Linked DNA regions of Bombyx mori: region 1 is linked to region 2. The links are chromatin contacts, called in public Hi-C maps. All regions are on one chromosome and are shown on one strand. The core of a region is the stretch at or near the end of the contact, and the rest is flanking DNA. Distances in the headings are between cores, read along the strand shown. Region 1 overlaps LOC105841560 (a long non-coding RNA gene). Region 2 holds the start of LOC105841380 (nose resistant to fluoxetine protein 6).

Evidence for each region. Hi-C and Micro-C count contacts between places; a contact is called where the count stands out from the background.
Region 1: a contact with region 2 is called in a Hi-C map of whole pupa, with 1.9 times the contacts expected there. The contact joins the enhancer-like site here to the promoter of LOC105841380 in region 2. A contact is called at or near these places in 3 of 7 Hi-C or Micro-C datasets (posterior silk gland and whole pupa).

What each region holds. Positions count from the first base shown.
Region 1 is chr25:7,541,969-7,545,914 of ASM3026992v2, forward strand. All of the region lies in intron 1 of LOC105841560 (a long non-coding RNA gene), which reads left to right. Among protein-coding and RNA genes, the nearest start is that of LOC105841560, 6.4 kb to the left of the region's middle. Within about 2 kb of position 2,428, at least 8 of the 8 cell types and tissues checked have open chromatin away from gene starts, as enhancers often do.
Region 2 is chr25:7,502,160-7,506,255 of ASM3026992v2, forward strand. It overlaps LOC105841380 (nose resistant to fluoxetine protein 6), which reads left to right and starts at 1,518. Exons shown (of 12, transcript XM_062676149.1): 1 at 1,518-1,678; 2 at 2,191-2,273; 3 at 2,358-2,539. The coding sequence starts at 1,563.

The DNA.
Region 1 (3,946 bases), core at 1,178-3,677, 41 kb after region 2:
GATACTTAAATTACTGTTTCCTCCTTGAATTCGCCAAATCGACACAAGTGACTAATCGCAGAAATTCAGCGGTGCAATTCAATAAAACGATTCGATTGGTTCTTATTCCAAAACAAACGTGCTTGCCGTTCTAAACGGATTTAATTTGGAATTCCTTCAGAAATAGTTTACATAGTAAAACTAGAATTCTACACGTCCTATATTTACAAGCAACTTAAAAAAATATGCACATTTTTCGACCACTCAAAGCTTGAGTATATTAAATTAGTAGATTGAATAAAATCTTTAATATACACATTCCTTTGGTCTCATCATTCGATGCTCTTATCAGCTGACGAGCGAATACGTCACTTTGACGTATTGTCGACAACATGGCCGACAAAATGGCGAGTCGTTTGTTTATTTACAACTTTGCAATATATAAGAGCTACCTAAATACAATGACATTGCATGAGACAAGTTATCAGTACAAAAAAACTCGTCTTAATTAAGAGGTTGACTAACTAGATAACTAATTTGATGACTGTCTGTATCTTCACGTAAGGAATTCATAAATATATGCTGAAGCAATGAAGGCTGAGGTTGAAGGTATTAAGCAAAAAACCGGTTTGCACATGAGATATTTATTACACATGTATAAAAATTAATGCACCACATACTATAAAAACAATATGAAAAACATTCCATATATAAAAGAACAAATAAACATAGCATATGTATGTAGCACGTGCTCATAGTGTGATACCTGAGATCCTAATAAATAAACATCTAGTCTTGCCAAACCGTGTGCGACTGTTCCACATGTTTGCTGTAAATCCGGTTTGTAGTAATCACTATCTCAGATGTAAGTATATATATTCCGTGGTTCTCAATTTACAACAATGATTGGACAACCTACAGACAAACGCTGGTTAAAATCACTTAGCATTTACGTAAGACTTGTGTAATTATATTGTTCCTTGCGCTGACGACAAACGTCTGAATTATATGGATGCGAAACATTCTATATAATATATGAATTTGCTCTTGTATCGGACACGTTTACAGGATAAAATTTTTTTGGATTTTCTTATATAATATGCATCAACAAGTTCACGGTCTATACTATTATTGTACAGTATAACGGTTATGCTACCCTTCGAACTGGAACGCAATACACATGACTGTGTCGCGGGGTTGCGGCAGAAATTGACAGGATGGAGGTATCTACCGGTGCGGGCTTAAAATACGCCCTACCTAGTTGGCTGGCAACGATAGTGAGTTGGTATAATAGTCAAGAACGTTAGATTAAAACTGAGACCATGTTATAGACTCATGTCTCGAGATGGGTGGCGGCATTTACGTTGTAGATTGGTAGGCAGCGGCTTGGCTTTGCCCCTGGCATTGCTGAAGTCCATGGGCGACGGTAACCACTCACCATCAGGGGGGGCTGTATGCTCGTCTGCCTACAAGGGCAATAAAAAAAAACATCCGGTTACCACTAAATACCAGGTGGGTTTTGAGCTCGTCCAACCATCTAAACAAAAAAAATTCAAGGACGCTACTGCCCATTATCTGATAAATCCATTAGTTGCATTACCTATACGATATTCACGGGAAGAGGTGGTGATATACTAAGGTCACACAGTCAAAAACTGAAGCGTAAACTTAAATTCTTTCATCGATATTTAGACGTAAGGTTGAATTTTCAACTACATTGACGGCTATCCTAACTTTCGAATTGCAACGTATTGTCTTTTCGCGGCAAATTTAAGTAGAATAATGCGGTGACGATACACTACTATATACACTTATGTATTTTTTATGGAGATAGAAGGGTAGGCAAGCTCTTTCCCAACCTGCTACTAAGTTGTAACTGTAGCAAATAGACACCAATATCTTGAGACACGTAGTCCAAAACTCAAACGAAGCTCAAAACCTTGCCGTGCTCTATAATAATATCTTCATATTCGGTTATATTATGCAAGATTCTCTGGCTTCCAACCATAACTCGTTCAACTGTTTCCTCAATGTAAAATTCGTCATAACTAGTTTGCATACGCTATGATTTGGTTTTGTATCGGAATTTACGTATGCATATCCCACACCCACTCATTGTGGCAAACATTATTTCCACGCCCACGAGTACCGAGCTAGAATCCATTGAGGAGTTATACACACATCTAAATCACTAAATGCTATGAAATCATGAAAATATCAAGACAACGTCGATAATGTTCTTATCAATAATGTTCTAGCTTATCAATTTCATTAAGGAGATGCATAATGCGGATGTCACGTAAGCTGGCAATTCCATATTTAATGAGACGTGCACGGACCGACTTACGCACACGTATAAGGAAATTTGCAACAGTGTATAAGACCAAGAATACACACGATCATCTGTATGCGTGCGACACACTAACCAATGTGGACCCTTTTCTAAGCTTACACGTGTAACAAATTGATGCAGCGTGGTGGGGTGATGTTATGTTTAGGGCCCGGCTTGTGTGTGTTGCAGCTTGTGCGATGCAGATGTGCGGTGGGGGCACGCGGGGCAGGGCCAGGGTCGAACGAGCAGACCTTGAGCGGGCCTAGCAACACCGCTGCCAGCACACGCCTTATTTATTTCTGTTTAACTCGTCTGCACGTTTGCTTGCAATTTAAACGTTTTATGGAGCCCGTAATGGCAGCAGACGGGAATGTGACCTTTGTGTGCATTCGTCAGATGATCCCCTAGGCGAGACGCAGGATACGAACGGAATTTTAAACAGTTTTGTCTTGCTTGTTTATCTTAATGATCATATGATTTAATTTTCTTTTTATAGTTTCATATAGATAAAATTATAAGTTCGTTAGATTTATTTTTGATTTATTGATTCTTAAATGTAATAAGAAAATAAAATTGAACACAGTAAATCGACTGAAGTGACGGTGTGAAGTGATTTATTCATTGTCTATTCTGTTTATGATAATTGTGGTACGATTCAGATTGCGTCTGGTTTTATTTTAAAAAAAAATCACGGTACAATATTCCAGTAATATTAAATTTGTTGTTTTCTTTAGTTTCTCGTTGATAACAACAACGGATTTGCTGTGGAATTTTAATTCAAATGTCATTTTATGCGATTGCACCTGCATTTATGTCTTCGTAATCCGTATAAAGACATCCCTGTTTTGTAGAAACATAAGTAATTTAGATCAAAATCTCCAAGCACGTACGGTGGTTTCCCTATTCGGATTCGTCAAAGGGAGTTATTTGGATGTAAAGTTTTAATGAAAACATTGGATGTGATAAAAGAGTTGTTCAAAAATTTAAAAATATACTCAAACTTCAGTAGGAAAAAAAAGGATGAAAGCAGTAAGAACCCGACATATATTTATAAATACTAGTAGTCCCCCGGTAGTCGAAATTCGACTATAATAAATTGAAATTATAAGCTTGCACGCTATTATGATTCTATTGTCAAAGACTGTTATACTTCTGTAATCACAGATTTCGGAAAGATTATGTAGATTTTATCTATTCTCAGTTTGACCACAGACTTTATACAATATGAAAAGTTTGACAGTAAAAAAATATAATGCATGAGTGTGTGTGTGCGTGTGTGTATGTCAAATGCATGATAGTGTGTGTAATGTCTTTTTTAATTGATTTAATGTATTTTTTATGCATAAATAAAAAAAAATAACATTCTGCACTCCCTCTCTATATTCTTTATAAGTGTGGGAAATTTCATACTCTTCATCCGCGCAATTTTCGTAAAAACGAATACAAAGTTTTTGGTTCACGTATTAATATATAGATTTATAGCAATAGTAACCGTAGTTGGACCCAAATAAGGCTTCAGCGCCTCGAAGGCCTCGAAGAGCTAAATTTCTTCCAAAGGCACTGTTGTGGAAGGATGCGGTGCCCCACCATGTGTATTTTCCCAAGAAAGCCTCACGAGGTCACGACCCTCAGCGT
Region 2 (4,096 bases), core at 268-2,767:
TCATGGGGGCACACATAACCTAGCCGACCGATAGAAATCGCTACACGCCACGACATACCCAGAACAAAACCAATTTATGGTATCTCCATTAAAAACCCTCGTACTTACAGAATGGGACTCCCAATCAACGGAGCCACTGGGCGTGCTATTCGGTAACAAGTATCAATTAGGGAATTACGACCAATGCATGAACCCTCCTTGGTCAGACTCTCGGACCGATTTACTGATGAAGTACTGCCTCGTTGATATCATCCTCGAGACAGAACAGAAAAGCTATGAAGTCGACACCGCCTTTTCTCCTTACCAATCGGCATCAGATTTTTTAAGGGTACGATGATCTTTTATATATTTTTTTATTGCTTAGATGGGTGGACGATCTCACATCCCACTTACTGTTAAGTAGTTATTGGAGCCGATAGACATCTACGATGTAAATGCGCCACCCACCTTGAGATATAAGTTCTAAGGTCTCAAGTATAGTTAGTTACAACGGCTGCCCCGCCCTTCAAACCGCAACGCATTACTGCTTCACGGCAGAAATAGGCAGAGTGATGGTACCTACCCGCGCGGACTCACAAGAGGTCCTACCACCAGTAAAGTATTATCTATTGATTTAGTTTTTTTTGAAACAACTACCAAACCATTTCTAGTTATAACTTCACCTACTAATGCCCGAGGTGACGGTCCGTTTCAAAAATGAGATTAAGAAATCTAGTGATAGATATGAGTCGTCTATTATCAAAGGTGGCAATCTGTGCATTTGGACAAATTTTTTTTATTGATATGTCAATTCAGATTGATTTGAATATAATCGTCTCCTTCAAAGAATACGGTTCAAAACCTGCATTAAATAAAGGTTAATAGTTAACCTGTTATTTATCTAAGATGTCGTTCCGAAGAGTTTTGTGACTGCCAATGGAATACAAAGTCAATAATTCGTTTTTCTGATTTACCAATCATTGTCCAAAAGTCAGATTGCCGGCTTTGATACTAGTCGACTCATATATACCTACCGTCTTTAAGTGGAAAACTTTCGACTCTCTGAAATTACTCTATGTAATGTTTCTACTTCAACAATGCAAAAATGGTATCTGGCTATCGCCGATGCGCTTAACTCCAAGTGGGCTGTGAGCGATCTTGGTACTTACACATCATATCTATACACTATATCTCAGGGATTCCCAAACTTATTTTGTCTACTACCCACTTTGAGACTAAATTATTTTTTAGCGCCCCCATTTTTTCAGTCGGTGTCTAAGAGGCCTAGATTAAATTACAAATCGCCTCCCAAGCCTCTACACAACGACCCCATTTTTTTCTGGGTCTCTTACCGCCCCCCTTTAGGCCTGCAGAACCCACAAGGGAGCGTTATCGCCCACTTTGGGAAAGGCTGCAGTATATCTCAATAAAAATATAAACAAAACTCGTTTTCAGAGCATCACTGATACATCTCTATTTTACAGTACCAACCTCTTCACGCGCGTCCCCTTAATGAGTTACAATGGGGAGTTTGCATGCCTGCTTCCTGTCCACCCAGCACAATCGAGAAGCTGTTGGCTGCGATGGTATCACGGAGTCACCTTGGCACATCCGGTATCAATGCTAGCATTGCTATAACTAATGCATGTCAGACTAGTGGGAATCATAAGGAATTCGATGCTCTATTCTATTATTTCGTGTAAGACACATTTAATTAACTAACTTGGGATATTTTGATTGGTATTTACTTTTCGTTAAATGTTATCTTCGTAAATGGAAGGACAATTAAAAGTAAATGTTTATAATCAAATCATAATATGAAAGGTGGGGCCCAGCAATTACGCACATTATAATTTTAGGGGTTTGATTTTTATTACACGATTTTATTCCTTCACCGTGGAAGTCAATCGTGAACATTTGTTTAGTACGTATTACATTAGAAATATTGGTATATACCCGCCTGGTATTCGCACACCGGTGTATCGCTCGATATGAATGTACCGGACGTCTTAGCCTTTAAGCCACGACGACGACAGCGATACATCATCCTTAGGCTAAAAACAACGTAGAAGCTTATTGCAACACCATCACTGTTCCATATTTTTTCTAATACACAATACTCCGCTTTTGCGACAACAACACAAAATTAACATTTATGTGAAACAATTTCACAAAAATAACCTAAATAATAACTAAAGTATTTAATTTTAGATGTACAGTGGGATTGTTAGCAGTCATTTGCCTAGTATGCACTTTTGTGTCTTGTTCCAAACAACTCAATGTTAATACAACAAGTAAGTCATCATGCGTCATTCATTATAAATATAATTCTAGTTTTGTTAATACCAATATGACATTAATTAACATTTTAATTCCAGTAACACAAGTGATAAAGGCGTTTTGTATGAAAGAAAATGCCTCTAACCTGTTTAAGATGAGAAGAGATGGCTTGGAAGCTATTTATGGAGTCAAATGGTTGACAATGTGTTTGATAGCTGTTGATCATCTGATAAGTATTGTTAATTCTGGTCCTATCAGCGATGGATATACTTCAGATCGAGTAAGATTTAGTTATATTATTATACTAGCTGACAAGGTAGACTTCGTAGTGCCTCAATCGATAAATAAAAGACCTAAACTTTTGTATACAATAAACTTAAAACAAACAAAAGGAATCCGTCCATTCATTTATCTACCTTTTAAACCTTCTCTGGACTTGCACAAATAATTTAAGACCAAAATTAGCCAAATCGGTCCAGCCGTTCTCGAGTTTTAGCGAGACTAACGAACAGCAATTCATTTATATATATATATAATATATAGATTATAATAATGCTGCATGCAGACGGTACGGCATATGTTCGTTTAAAATTGAGGCGACTGCCTTATGTCATTAGGTCGTTAATGTGCTATCTCGTAATACCACAGCAGCACGTGAGCCGTGAGATTGTGTGAATGTCTAGATGGATATCTAGATCAGATTTTCTCAAACTTTTTAGTCGCAGCACACTTTCGACGATTTCAAAAGTTGACGGCACACAAAGAACAAAAGATCAAGGGGTGAAGATTGAAGGTGGAAGCAATATTTCGCTACGCGATATTTATCTTTGTGATTAAAGGTCAATTTTATTTGGTTTTTAATTGAACTACAATTATGTTTACCCCATTCAAAAAGCTGAATAAATTGTTTGTCAAGATATTTTTTCGAAATTTTAAACTTTAATGACTCCCGTGTAGAGTTGCAAAAATGTCGCTTAGAAGTGTAGCCACAACTTGTGTCATTCGCACGACAAATTTGAATAGATTTGACACAAATAATGCAAATCAAAATAATTTATACAATAGCGTTTTATTCGGTTTTTGCGAGTCGATGAAATAATTAAAACTGCTTATACGGTATTATCTCGCATTTTTTAAATGTTATTATAAAAAGCAACGTTTTTTGATTAGACGATAATAAGCGTAATTACTCAAATGTGACCGTGACCGTCAGTCGTCCGTGACCATCAAAACTGCAACGCTGATGGAAATAACACAACTCTACAAAAAAAAATCGTTCTTTGTCCTAACGTTTATACTAGGTTTCTCCGGTTAATTATTCACAAAAACGAAAATAAAATACCTTTCTTTGGTATAAAGTTTGCTTTTGTGATAGTTATTTATTTGAAGTCGTCGTGGCCTAAAGGATAAGACGTCCGGTGCATTCGTATCGAGCGATGCACTGGTGTTCGAATCTCGCAGGCGGGTACCAATTTTTCTAATGAAATACGTACTCAACAAATGTTCACGATTGACTTCCACGGTGAAGGAATAACATCGTGCAATAAAAATCAAACCCGCAAAATTATAATTTGCGTAATTACTGGTGGTAGGACCTCTTGTGAGTCCGCACGGGTAGGTACCACCGCCACGCCTATTTCTGCCGTGAAGCAGTAATGCGTTTCTGTTTGAAGGGTGGGGCAGCCGTTGTGACTATACTGAGACCTTAGAACTATATCTCAAGGTGTGTGGCGCATTTACGTTGTAGATGTCTATGGGCTCCAGTAACCACTTAACACCAGGTGGGCTGTGAGCTCGTCCACACATCTAAGCAAAAAAAAAATTAAAAAAATATAGT